Linked DNA regions of Arachis hypogaea: region 2 is linked to region 1. A link is a contact called in public Hi-C data. All regions are on one chromosome and are shown on one strand. The core of a region is the stretch at or near the end of the contact, and the rest is flanking DNA. Distances in the headings are between cores, read along the strand shown. Region 1 has its middle 28 kb from the start of LOC140182568. Region 2 holds the start of LOC140183141.

What was found. A called contact is a pair of places that touch in the nucleus more often than the background predicts.
Region 2: a contact with region 1 is called in a Hi-C map of an unstated tissue, with 8 times the contacts expected there. The contact joins the promoter of LOC140183141 here to the enhancer-like site in region 1. A contact is called at or near these places in 2 of 8 Hi-C or Micro-C datasets (leaf and an unstated tissue).

What each region holds. Positions count from the first base shown.
Region 1 is chr20:107,759,924-107,767,307 of arahy.Tifrunner.gnm2.J5K5, reverse strand. No RefSeq gene overlaps it. Among protein-coding and RNA genes, the nearest start is that of LOC140182568, 28 kb to the left of the region's middle. Within about 2 kb of position 3,622, at least 3 of the 3 cell types and tissues checked have open chromatin away from gene starts, as enhancers often do.
Region 2 is chr20:107,807,192-107,814,575 of arahy.Tifrunner.gnm2.J5K5, reverse strand. It overlaps LOC140183141, which reads left to right and starts at 3,328. Exons shown (of 2, transcript XM_072231162.1): 1 at 3,328-3,935; 2 at 4,030-4,042. The coding sequence starts at 3,328. The coding sequence ends at 4,042.

The sequences.
Region 1 (7,384 bases), core at 2,373-4,872:
CATGTATATTGGATATGGTAATTAAACATTATCTAAGGTTAGAAGCATAGACGAGATTCCGTGTGAGTGAGGAACACGTTAAAAAAAAGGGTTAAGTTTGTTGTGCTACATGACCACGTAGCATTTCAATTCTATATAGTAAAAGTATACCTAAAAAATGTTGGTATTTAAACTCTTGAAATTGCACGCAACACTTTAATCTAATGATAATAATTTTTTGTCTTATAATAAATGTACTAAGATTCGAAATTTAACTGAAACTAATAAGAAATTCTTAATATTATAAATAATGATTATATTACAAAATTTAAAATTAATATAATTTAAATTTAAACATTAATACTAAAGAGAGTATATAAAAAGCGAACAAATTATAATTCAAATGGTATAATCTTTTCATATCCATTTAGAATTCGTGAACTAAACCATTTGAAAGTAAAAAAAAATAGTTATTAATAATTTTTATTGAGAAATTACTTGTAGTTATTTTTTTCAGGATACCAATTTACTTCTAAATTTTATTTTGTTTAATTTAAATTATATTATATCTAAATATTATTTATAAATTGACTTAATTTGATTTAAATAGTAATAAATTATATCTTTTTTATTTTGTAAATTGATCCAAATTATATCATAAACATTATTTAGTTGTAAACAAAATATAAGTAATTTTAATTCGTTTATAGTATAAATAAAATATGTAAAAGAAATAAAAATTGATAAATATACTATAAATAACTTATATCTATAAATAAAATATTTAAATTATTTATTTAAATAAAATTCGAAATGGTTTCGTCTATCATCTGAAAAAAAATCTCGAAATTGTTAGTAGAAAGCAAGACATTTTAAAATTGAAATTTAATGGGAACAGTAGCATAAAAACAATGCTTTATTTTAATATTAATTTATTGTGCATGAAATTTGAGAACTAAAAAAGGGGATGGTGTGGGAGAGAACAGAGATGGGAGAAAGATAGTAATGCCTTGAAATAAGGGTTTGAACGTGCTAGACACGAGGGACCACGTGGGGGCTCTCCGGTGCCACCGCTGTGTGGATTCAACGAAGCCTCAAACCTATTTTTTCGAGGCGGACCCTGCTTTTTACGTATTTGGTTTACCAATATTAATAATAATAATAATCTGATTAATTAAGATCCACGCCATGCGTATTCTCGTTTAAAGTAAGTGATTAAGTGATTTCTAATCTGCTAGTATGTACTATGTAGTAGTAGTTGGTCTTAGTTAAAAAAAAAAAAAAAACGTGAGGATAAACTTGGACTTTAGTAGGGGTCACGTGCTTGTCCTGTCCTTAAACAACGTGCTCCTTTTCCCCTCTTCGATTTTTTAATCACCCAAAGTTTTTCTCGAGTCTCCAATTGTGTGATCTTTTAATTAAGTAGTTTATATTGTTTGAGGAATCGACGTTAATGTCCGTGGGCACTTCGAAAAGAAGGTTGGACTGTACATAATAATGCCCAAAAATACGGAATTCTTATGCTTTGTGAGTGTGACAGCTTAATCAATTCGTGTGCTACTATTCGAAAAACTCCACGTATACCATTTACGTTTTTGGAAGATCAAAATTCTAAGTACGGTCCGGATCTTTATAATTTATTTGTGGTGTAGTTTTGTTATAATGTTCACGTCTAATTTTACCATGAAAGAGGAAAAGACAAAAATAGACGTCTTATTTAGTGCCAAATAGCTCGACAATTTGAACTCTATACTGTAATGTTTTTATCTCTTCTTTGAAATAATGGACGTTGAATAAATTATATAATTGTATTGGTGAATTATGCAATAAGTTATAGTTAATATTAATACTTTTGTAAAAAAGAATTAAAACAAAAAGATAATTTTATATGTGAATTAACAATAAGTAAAATTTATATATCATATTTTTTTTAAATGCTGAAATGGCGGGCGACTAAGATTACCAAAAAGGCCCTACACCGAATTGCATCGGTGGTCCTTTCTAAGTTTATTCTGTTCTCAAAGGTCATGAGATGTTCCTTTGGATCTTTTGTTCCATCGTATTGCATGTCGGTTAGCTTGTCAAAATTGTTCGATAGCTTGGCTTTTAGAATTCTCTCGGTGAATAAGGTGGCTTCCATTATCACATGCTCGCTCCTTGTCCGTTTGGAGTCTCGTCGGTGTCTTCTATCGTCGTCGTTGTGTCGGCACTCTGGCTCACGGAAAACGCTTTGGTACCGTCATTTCCCGTGTGTCGCTGTTCGGATGACCTTTTGTTCTTGGTTTCTCGCGCGTGATCGGTTTTTGGAGGTTTCTTGTCTTGCATGTTCTGGCTAGTATCGCTCTTTGGAGGCGACTCGACCCTCAAGAATTTGTACTCTTTGATAGAGTTCTTAGATTATCTGGATCGCTTTGTCTTATAGGCCGTCGGTTGCTCTGGCCTTATTGAGTTGGGGATCATCTTCTTTCGATCGCTGCTTATTAGGGATTGACTGGCAGTGCATGGTGTTGGTTATTCTCCCGTGAGTCGGCAGGAGGACGTCATCCCGCGGTTCATTCGTTGGGTTGGGTGGGTCTAACCCATGGTGAAGGTTTGAGGATCGTTCATCAAATTCTTCCGTCATGTTGCCAAGACTTGACAAGTTCTCATAGACAGTACAGTACCAATGTACTATACTTTGCTAGTATGGATTGTGACTTGAATCAGATCTTTTCGGAGCGGCGGGAGGGAGAGAGTAGTACTGCAAAGACACTCCGATGCTTAACTCAGAATGAATCTAAGAAGTATATGTGTGTATTAGGAATGTATAACGTATTTGAGGAAGGTCTTAACTCCTTTTATATAATTTGTGTTTGTTATCTTATTTTATTTTGTTGATTAAGATAAGAGAAATATTTGAATTTAAATATTGGTTAGGAATTTATAGTTAGCGGGCCAGTTTGGACTGCGATAATGGCCTGAACCCAAGTATTCGGATACTAATGGCTCCGACGGAAGACCCAGAAATCGGATCCGGAACAATGATTATGCAGGGCAAATGACAACAAAGTAGAACTAGCTAGAAGCATTGGTGCTGAATTTGTGTGTTATTTGTTTTCTAATTTTGTCAAACTAACTTCGATATATTTCTATATCTTTTTTTAGTTTTGTCTATATCTTATATGTTGTTATGGTTTTATTTTTAGACATATGGCCCCATATTGCAACCCTATCCTAACTTCAATTTATTTCAGTGTGTATATATACTTTTGTTGGTACAGCTATCAAATGTATCAACCGGCTTCAAAGCAACTAGCAAGTATAAGAGAAAATAGAAAAGATCCCAACTTCAGAATATTTTGTGCGTTTATTCACCGTAAATAAAACATCTTTTTGAATTGGAACTATTTTTCAAGGAAATATATAAAATGCTATTAAACCAGTTAACAAGGAGATTTCTAAATATGAAATTTGATGGAAATGATAAGTACTATCCGATCCAAAAATCAAATGTCTTTTTGTTTTTGGTCGTTAATCAACAGTATCGTATTTTATTTTTGGATAATGAGAAAGAACATCACATATTTTGAGAGCTTAAGGCCCATAGACGAAAGCTGCAGACAAAAACCATAATTCCAACCTGAAGGTCCATTACTCCAACCTGAAGACTCATGTTTTTGATTTTAGTCAAAGGATTAGACCCGATTCAGCACTAACTGATCATCTTGATAGATGTGGGACCACATCATGGCCATTTTACCTAACAAATTGGTTTCTAGATGGGCCAAGAAATAATATACCCTATTACATGGAGATGGGTTTTGTAACTAGAAAACTTGAGACCCAATTTAATTGTTATGGATGAGGGCATGAGGCTTCCATTATAAGATAGAACAACCCATAATATAAGAAAAGTACAGAGGTTGTGGCCGAAAACAAAATTGAGTAGGCAGGTCCTATCCAAGCTCTCGTCAAGGGACAAATATAGTGGGAAAAAAATAAAATAAATCTTCTACTTGTATAAATGCCATGGGTTTTAAAACCACGTGGCACATGGCATATTCTTTTTTTTTCCAATTAAAAAAAAAAAAACGAAAAAAGAGAGAATTGCTCGATTCTTTTTCACCTCATACCATTAACTGCGTGAGACACACTCTCTCCCTCTCTTGCTCTTTCTAGCTTTTTCTCTCATTGCGTCGTTTTCACTCTCAATCTCTAGGCTTTTAATTCCATTTTCTTCTTTTTAATTCGTGTTTCTCTTCAAGTCTGACTATCAATACTGGTTTGCTCTCTTTCTCTTTTTGAGCTAGATTCTTGTCTGCGCTTTCTCTCTATGAGTTACATCCTCGATTTCGCTGGTCTACTCTCTATCTTTGGTAAACTTTGTATGATTCTCTTGGTCCCTCTTCCAAACATAGGTTCTCAACCCTGCTATCCACCTTTTGGTTCGTATTTATTTTTAATTGTCGCCATTTTTTTTACAATTTTTGTTGTTTCATTCGATTTTATGCCAAGAAAACTAACCTGATTACGTTGATTGCAACTCCCGTCATGAAAGGTGCAAAGTGGAAAGGCGAATTCAATAGAACAAATCTCGAGTAAGTATCGTTAATTTTTGTTCAATTGTCGTTACTCTATTTTCTTTTTTCATCTGACTCGTGTTTTAGGATAAATTGGACAAAATAATTAGAGTTTAAGATTTTTCAGTTCTAAAATGTAAAACTATGAAGATAACAAGTTAATGTAAATTTTCAAGTGTTGGATTTGGATTTAGGTGTTCTATATATATGCTATTTCGTGATTTTTGTGTAATGTTGTTAGACTTGTTGTGAATAAAAAAGGAATGGCGGTCGCCAAAGGCAACATATAAATCAGGAAGGAAAAAGGTATCAAAGACCTTAAGAAACCAAAGAGACCACTGAGTGTTTTCTTCGTTTTTATTTGATTATCGATGCGCTATTCTTTTTCCATTGAATATTGTTCACCTCAATTTTTTACCCACACACCACAATAATTAAATAATTCTTTGTAGTTATTTCTTAAATTATTTTCTATTGCTATATGTAACACCATACCACACAGAGTTTTATACTTAAGTCATAAATTAATGGTGCGAGACATTACGGCACTTAGAAAAGAAAATACATATATAGTTATATAAGAATAATATTATAACTAGGAGCCTGTAAAGAAAAATTAAACGTTGTCAGCTGTTAATCACATACGAACGCCTTAAAGCATTGTATACAAAAGCAGAATATATCATAAGTTCAAAGTGAAGATACATAATAACCTATACTACATATCAATTACTAGTCTCGACTCGCGAAGAAAAGCCGGCTAAAATGTTATAACACTAAGGAATATACAAAATAGAAAGCCTATTTCTCCAAATAAAAGCCTCTAAGAGAAATATACAGTCATATACAACAAAGTTTCAAAAGTGGAGAAATCTCTAGTGTCAAAACAAAATATCTCAAAAGTGATCCTTTTCAATTCGTCACCCAAAACTTCCGCACTCTCACCGAGGTGTGTTGTGTCATGTATCTAAAAAACATGATAACAACAACGGGTGAGAACCCAAAGGTTCTCAGTAGGGTAACAGTTCCGAATAAAGACTATATAAAAAAAAACATGAACCCTCTAGGTAATCCTGATCTCTAACTTCACAATAATCCAAGTCCAGGGTCCTAACTAATCCGTACAGGGTTAGTTTGCTAAGGCAAAAATACTTTAACTACCACTAGTTTCATCTATTCCCAACATTTATCATCATTATTCTCAGTCACAAGTCTATTCAATGGAATCAAACACAAACAATAATCAATACAAAGCAATTACAATTAGAGAGCAATTCTGACAAGTAGCACAATTAATAGTTAAACATATTATCAATTAGGCAAACCAAGTAATTATGCACACCCAAAACAAGAGCAAACAAATGCACATGATGCATATCTGTCCTACTAGTTGTGAGCTCACGTATCAGTTAAATTGCCAGACTCGACACATTTGGTAGCTAACCCGTATGTCATCTCTCCATCGTGCTTCCCCAAGAGGAACATAAAGAAGGGAATCCTCAACTTTCCACCATCTCACTGGACGCAGCGCTATCTGGGATATAATGCCTGCCACACTCTTGGAATATACTATCTGACACACTTCACATTCAAAGAGAGACTGTGATGCAACAATAAGGAATCCTCAACCTAACTCGTTCACACCACAATTAAAAATTGAATCGAAGGGAATCCTCAACCTTCTATCCAATCTCCCAATGTAACAAGAGAGGGAATCTTTAACCTCAACTTGTCTATTCGTGAGCGGGATGAAACTACCATCCCCACATCACACTGCAACTACGGCAAGCGGGATAAAATCACCATCTTTGTCTGGTGCAGGTCCCTCATCAATAACACAAGCGGGACGAAACCCACGTCCTTGCCAATCAATAATCACCTCTCCTAATCACACAAGCGAGACAAAACCCACGTCCTTACCAATAAAAAATCACCTCTCATAATCACGCAAACGGGACAAAACCCACGTCCTTGCTAATCAATAATCACCATCAACCAAGCTTATTATCGTCATCAAATTCATCATTAACCATAATCGCTAGCATATACTTCAATCATAGTTTTCATCAAGAGTCTCATATAAATTCTCACTTTCTGACATAAGCCTCTAATAAAATCAATTCAATCATAGTCATATTCTTAACTAATCTGATAAAGTATAATTCAACATAATCCTATCTGTTATTAAAGTAATTGACCTCATTAACCCACAACATTTAAAACATTTCACTTTATAAGTTCTCATAGGGGAATTACTCAATTGAATCTATTATATCCACCCAACATATTCAAAGCCTATAATATGGTTTTCAGAGTTTATACGGAGGTTACAAGGGATTATAAGCTCGCCAAAAAGGCTTAATAGTTCAAAAATAGTATTTTTGGAAAAATCAGCACAATCGTGCGTACGCAATCTTCGTGCGTGATGAGCTGGAAATTTACACAACACAAATTTCTTCGGCAAATGTACCAAATCGCCAAGTAATAACTCACTGTTGAGTGAGGTCGATCCCACATGGATTGATGGATTAAGCAACTTTAGTTAGGTGATTTATCGAGTCAAGCTAATATTTGATGATTGGTGAAATTGAATTAACAGAATATAAATTGCTGGGAATTAAAGTGCTGAAAGTAAATTGCGAAATGTAGATGGCGGAAACTTAAATGACAAGAAATTTAAAGAGCTGAAACTTAAATGACAAGAAAGTAAAAGCAAGAATGTAAATGACAATGAAAGGTAAATTGCATTAAATGTAAATGGGTTTTGGGAGCTAGGAATCAAAGATAACAAGAAACTCAAAGCAATTAAGTAGAGGAAAGATAATGGGTATGATTCATTAGGGATT
Region 2 (7,384 bases), core at 2,079-4,578, 48 kb before region 1:
CAGTATCCAGTAGTACCAACAACACTTATGAGGGTTGAAAAAAAGGGTCCCAAGAGTCATAATTGCAAACCTTTTACACACGAATTTAGTATTTTTCATAATAATTACCAAGAATCTCCAACTCATGAGTAATTTCTCATTTCTGATTAACAAAATAAAAAATAAAAGAAGTAAATGAATACATTTTGTCTGTTGTTTCCATGAATGTCGTGCAATGCACGTGATATTGATCATAGATGCGGTAAAATAATTACTTTCTCTGTGACTGGGACAATGTGCCCCTCTAGTGGCCATCTACTAATATACACATCAACATACAAATAAATAAAAATTCAACTGCAAAGTATGGTATCCAGTAGTAGACGAAGACAAATATTTTAAATAAATTACCCGTACTAATAATATGTATATAACAAGGGTTCTCATTCCGTTTAAATGTATATATCAAGGTTACATGTGCACTTTAACTTTTTGTGTGTGTCCCTTTGCATGAGAGGGAAAAACATTTATTTATGATATTTCCTTTATCAATGTAAACACTTTGAAATATGAATTGGGGGGGGACACATTTGGATAAGAAAAGAGAGTTTTGAACACAATTCTTTGATTTGAATATACATAGTGATGAAATTAAAATAGCAAAGAATCTGGAGGAAACAATGTAGTAGCATTTAATATGTACATGTATATAGTAATTTTGAAGCACAAAGGAAACCTCCTCCTAGTTGCTATATTAAATACTCATCACCCATTATATTATCAGTGGTACTTTCATAGCTCAGAGACTCAGACTTAATAGTTTGCGCATAATTAATGTTGCTTTTTGTTTTCCTCTTTCTTTATAATTTCTTTCTATTTTTATTTTATTTGTGTTCATCTGCTGTCTGTTTCTTGTTCCATTGTCTGGGTTACACATCTCTGAAAGAGTTGGAAACACTTTTAGTCCCTCTAATCTGTCACTAGATTTAAATATATAATTGAGTTTTGCTAATGTTAAGACACATAAATAATAACCTTAATAACCAATATCTTTAGTAAGATTCTTTGTAACTTTCGATGCTTGTGTAGCTATGAAAGCACATACATAGGGCACGGTTAATTAAATTACCCAGCAATTATTATTATTCGGGATATTCCCCTAGGAATCCTGTAAGTAAAGGTATGCTTTTTTAGTTTTGAACCACCCCATATATGATCCACGGTAAGAAATTAAATAAGGGTAAAAGCTAGTGTTCCAAATTCCAATAGTCTTGTTCCTTCAGCAAGTGAAACAACGTAGACAGAACAAAAACGTAGCAAGAAAAATCAATCACGGAAAGTAGTTATGCCCCTTTTGAAAATATGAAAAGAAAAAAGGACAGGGAATCGTATGATATTGATCCGTGGAATATAATTGGAAGTAGTTGCTATATAGTTGGATCAACACAACGAAAGCATATGTTATTGAAGTGTGACAGGCGCATATGGAATTATGGGGTGGTTTGACCCAAAAGTAAATATAGAATTTGATTCGACGAAATTAAAGTATTAGAACTTAGAAGAAACAGCAGCCGGTAGCATTATAATTAGATGACATGGTTGAGAAGTTTATTCATTCGTTTAATTAAATGTCAGAAATAAAATTTTTTTATATATACAATAATTTATTAATTAATAAAAAAATTTTAAATAAAATTTAAATTCCTGACGAATTAAATTTTAATTTGTTAGACTATAGAATATGATAGATTAAAAAAGACATAATTAAATAAAAGAATATATATATAACAAAATATTAAAGGTTTAAACTACATTTTAAATATAAAAAAATCTTAAAACTTTTGACCTAACTATCTTGATATTGAGGTGGCTATAAATGAAAAAGATTAGTTTTGAGGTTTGACGAAAAATACCCTTAAAAAAAAAAAAAAAGAAAACTAGCAGGTTTAAAGCAAGAAGTTGAAATAGGAAGGGTGGTTGTGCTGATTGGAAGATTGGTGTGGTTGTGAGAGCTATCAGAATTCAGAAACACACGCGCTTGTTAAATATTTGACACGTGGGCCAATGGGCCAACTAGATATGTCGGAAAACGAAGCATACAGCCTTACAAGTTACAACCTCGCCTTTGCAATACCATGCAGTCGCTTTTCGGGTCCCACCTTATATCTATGGAAAGAATTTCAAATATTCTAAAAACAGTTATTCTAGTGATGTTAGTCCATAATTTTAATTATAAAAAATATATATGATATATATTAATTGAAATTAATAATTAAAATTATTTAAAATATTAATATTTTAAAATATTTATATGTATATATTGATTTTAATTTTATAAATTATTTTTAAAATTTAAACAAAATTAGATTTACTAATTTTAATAAAAAATATTGAGTATTAACGGAAAGAAAGGAAACTAAAAGTGTACAACTCATTTCATAAATAAAAGAATTATTATAAATTGCTTATTATTCGAATAAACTAAATACCATTTTCAGTTTTTTTTTGTTTATGTGTATTTTTTGTTGAGAAAATATTTTCATGCACTAAGATTCATTCCATAATACAGTCTTCAGTTTGTAGTCAACAGATATTTATCAACACATATTTGACAGGCAAAAGTAAATTAAACAACACCTTAAAATAATTTTTTTTACAGTGAGAAGTGTGACATGAGAAATAAAAAAGAAAATGAAAAGAGGAGAGAGAAGAGAAAAGAGAGAGGGGGGGGTCCAAAACTGAAGAACAAGGATATGTCGACAAAATGCAATGGTACAGTGTAGTACCAGAAGAAGGGAAGGGTGTGAATTTACAGATTGTTTTATGATTTTAATTTTTAAGTGTTAAAAATAAAATTCTTTATAATTTTATAATTTATATAATTGAAGAAATTAACTAAATTAATATATTTTTATAAATATATTTAGTAAGTGTTTAATTTTCAATTAACGTTTTACATCTTCAATTATTGATAAAAATTATTAAACTGAAGAATAAATATAATTAATTTGTAATATTTTAAAAATTAATTAAATTAAAAAAATTTTTAAAAATAAATTTAAAAAATAATGAAATCTGATGCATATCAAGCCACATATGTCACGGCTAAATATTAGGAATTATTAGAAAACAAATTTCTTTCAGTTTTTAGTTGATTTGGTGTATCCCGTTTTATTAGCTGTAAATATCTTGCATTACCATAATTAGGAAATCAGGTAGCTAATTGTTAGGTAGAGTACTGTATATATAATTGATATGCTATTCAATAAAACACAAGGCAATTTGGCATGGTATCAGAGCTAAGTTGGCTCTGATAATCATCACACAAAAGAAACCTCCGCCGCTGAAATGGCTGGAGTAGGTGTGACTCCTCCAAAAAGAGAGGATTCAAAAAAGGACGAAGATGGATCCAACAAAGGACCATCGCCTTATGATCTGAGCGTTAGCGACAATCCTGGAAACGTAATCACACAAGTGCAATTACGAGGAGAGAACTACGAAGAATGGGCTCGAGCTGTGAAGGTGTCGCTACGTGCTAGGAGAAAATGGGGGTTTCTAGATGGAACTCACAAGAAGCCACAAGAAGGGGCATCTGAAATGGAGGATTGGTGGACGGTTCAATCCATGCTTGTCTCATGGGTGATGAATACGATTGAGCCACGGCTGCGCTCCACCATCTCATACGCTGAAGATGCAAAGGATCTCTGGGAAGAAATCAAGGAGCGATTTTCCATCGTGAATGGTCCTAGAATTCAACAATTGAAAGCTGAACTTGCCGAGTGCAAACAACAAGGACTGGCTATGGTGGAATACTATGGAAAACTGAAGACTCTTTGGGATGAGTTGGCAAACCATGAACCAGTGCTTAGATGCTCTTGCGGAGGCTGCAAGTGTGACATTGGGTCACGATTAGATAAGAGAAGGGAAGAAGAAAAGGTGCATCAATTTCTAATGGGGTTAGAAGACGTAAGCTATAGCACAGTGCGATCTAATATTCTCGCAACGGATCCTCTACCTTCTCTCAACAGGGTGTATGCAACTTTGGTACAGGAAGAGAGAATGAAGATGATCAGCAGAACCAAGGAAGACAAAGGAAGCTTAATGGGACTGGCAGTACACACTGGGTACAAGCTGTCCTTGTTGGGTCTGTATGTGGAGATTCACCTCCCCCAACAACAACAATGGACTCGTCATTGGAATTAGTCTGAGGAAGGACCTCCTTGTGATCAAGTGTGGACTTATTATTAACGGGCTCCAAAAATTTCTCCTCATGCACTAAAGAAGTGGAAACCAAATTTTCTTGGGCCAAACACGCAAACGGGAACTCGGTTTCTACAAATTTGACATCACGAGATATAAAGAAAATATTTCTTTCCATATCATAAAGTTTCCATCCTTTCTTTCCAAATGGGTATCCCACAAATGTGCATGTACGAGTTCGGCTGGCAAATTTATCACCCATGGTTTGTTGATTGTGCGCATAACACAATGAGCCAAAAACTCTAAGATGATTATAGTCAGGTGGTTTTCCATGTATCATTTCAAAAGGAGTTTTCCCGTTAAGAACAGATGATGGTGTTAGGTTGATCAAGTGTCCCGCAGATAAAACACATTCTCCCCAGAATCGAATGGGCAAAGATCCTTGAAATCTCAGTGCACGAGCTACATTAAGGATATGTCTATGTTTTCTCTCCACCCTTCCATTTTGTTGGGGTGTCCCAGCGCAAGATGTTTGATGAACAATTCCATGCTGCAAAAAATATGGACGCATACAGATGAACTCGGTCCCATTATCACTGCGTACTTCTTTGACTTGTTTATTAAACTGTCTTTCAATAAGAGCAAAGAAATTAATCATCACACTTGACACTTCCCGCTTTTCACACAACAAATAGATCCAAACTGCTCTTGAATAATCATCAACAATTGTTAAAAAATAAGATGCTCCGCAAGAAGAGGGGGTACGATAAGGTCCCCATAAATCACAATGTATTAAATCAAAAGGATGTGTTGCATGAAAATCACTTGATGGAAATTTATCTCGTGTTTGTTTAGATTTTTCACAAACTTCACATAATTTATTATTCTCTTCAGATTTACAACCACCATTCAAATTCGGCAACATTTGTACCACTTTATAGGAAGGATGTCCCATTCGCTTGTGCCAAAGATCAATACTACTCTTCTCTTGGGTTTGACATGCTGTGAATTTGCGAACACCACGGTACATGTAGAGCCCATCTCTTTGTTCACCCGCTCCAATCAGCATCCTCGAAATGAGGTCCTGCATAGCACAAAGCTCATGAGTAAATAGTACAGTACAATTTGCATCCTTTGTTAATTGTGATACTGAAATCAAATTGCATCTTAGTTTTGGCACATATAAAACATTGGTCAATTTAAGTCCTCCATCAAGAGTCACCGTTCCCTTTGTATTAGCAAGAACTTCTTCTCCGTTTGGTAGCCCCACCGTGCATCCTTCAATACGCTCTAGACCCCTTAGATCTCTTGAATTCCCTGTCATATGGTTAGAGGCTCCACTATCTATAATCCACACAACATATCCTTCCTTACCAGTCATGCTTTCAGTTCTACTTCCGTTGTTGCCATTTAGCATCTCTAACAGCGTCTGCCATTGTTTTTGGCTAAGTCCAGTCACTGCGCTTCCTCCTATTTCTTCTTCATGGTTACTTGATTTTTCTGTTGTGGCTTGTGCTGTGTTGGCACGTATGACAGCCCCCCCTCGCAAGCGTCCTCCCTGCTTATGCGAGGTCTTGGTGTTGCTTCCCTTTTCGTCTCGAGATCGATCTCCCCACCATTCCGGATACCCAATCAGTTGAAAGCACCCCTTGATCTCGTGTCCTGTTCTTCCGCAGTGAGAACATATGAGTGGCTTTATTTCATTTCGGCTTTTGTGCTTGTACCCAGTGTGTACTGCCAGTCCCATTAAGCTTCCTTTGTCTTCCTTGGTTCTGCTGATCATCTTCATTCTCTCTTCCTGTACCAAAGTTGCATACACCCTGTTGAGAGAAGGTAGAGGATCCGTTGCGAGAATATTAGATCGCACTGTGCTATAGCTTACGTCTTCTAACCCCATTAGAAATTGATGCACCTTTTCTTCTTCCCTTCTCTTATCTAATCGTGACCCAATGTCACACTTGCAGCCTCCGCAAGAGCATCTAAGCACTCCTGGCATGGTGTGCAAACTTCAAAAATCCCTCTACGGACTCCGCCAAGCTCCGCGCTGCTGGTTCTCTAAACTTTCTGTTGCCCTCCTTCAATACGGGTTTCAGCAGTGTGCCTCCGATCACTCATTGTTTGTCTCTCGTCATCACAATATTCAACTTGTGGTGCTCGTTTATGTTGATGACCTTATCGTGGCTGGTAATAATTCTCTTGCTATTCGCCAGTTCAAGGACTACTTAAATCAATGCTTCCACATGAAAGACTTGGGGAAACTAAAATACTTTCTAGGGGTGGAAGTGGCTCGCTCTCCTACTGGCATTTTTCTTAACCAACGCAAATACGTGTTAGATATTATCATGGAGACTGGCATGCTTGGCTCTCGGCCTGTGTCTACACCTATTGAAGAAAATCATCGTCTTGCATTGGCTGAAGGACCTTTGCTCTCTGATGCAGCCCAGTATCGTCGTTTGGTTGGTCGTCTCATTTATTTGTGCTTCACTCGCCCGGAACTCTCATACAGTGTTCACATTCTTTCTCAGTTCATGCACCAGCCTCATGAAGAACACTGGCAGGCTGCCTTACGAGTTGTTCGCTATCTAAAAGGCCGGCCTGGGCAAGGTGTTTTATTGCGCCGGGAAAACGATTTTACCTTGCATGCTTGGTGTGATTCTGATTGGGCGGGTTGCCCTCTTACTCGTCGGTCTCTCACTGGCTGGGTTATTCTCCTTGGCAACTCACCAATTTCATGGAAAACAAAGAAACAGCATACAGTGTCACGGTCCTCTGCAGAAGCCGAGTATCGCTCCATGGCTAATACCACTTGTGAACTCAAATGGTTAAAGGAACTGCTCTTGAGTCTCGGGATCTCCCACACACAACCCATACCTCTCTCATGCGATAGCCAGGCAGCACTTCATATTGCTAAGAACCCTGTTTTTCATGAGCGTACTAAGCATATTGAGGTTGATTGTCATCTTGTTCGTGATGCTGTCATCCAGGGCCTCATCCTTCCCTCCTATGTCCCAACAAAATCTCAGGTTGCCGATATCTTGACTAAAGCTCTGAGCTCCCATTCATTCGCATCAATGTTGGACAAGTTGGGCATTAGTAACTTACATGCCCCAACTTGAGGGGGGGTAATGAAATCTGATGCATATCAAGCCACATATGTCACGGCTAAATATTAGGAATTATTAGAAAACAAATTCCTTTCAGTTTT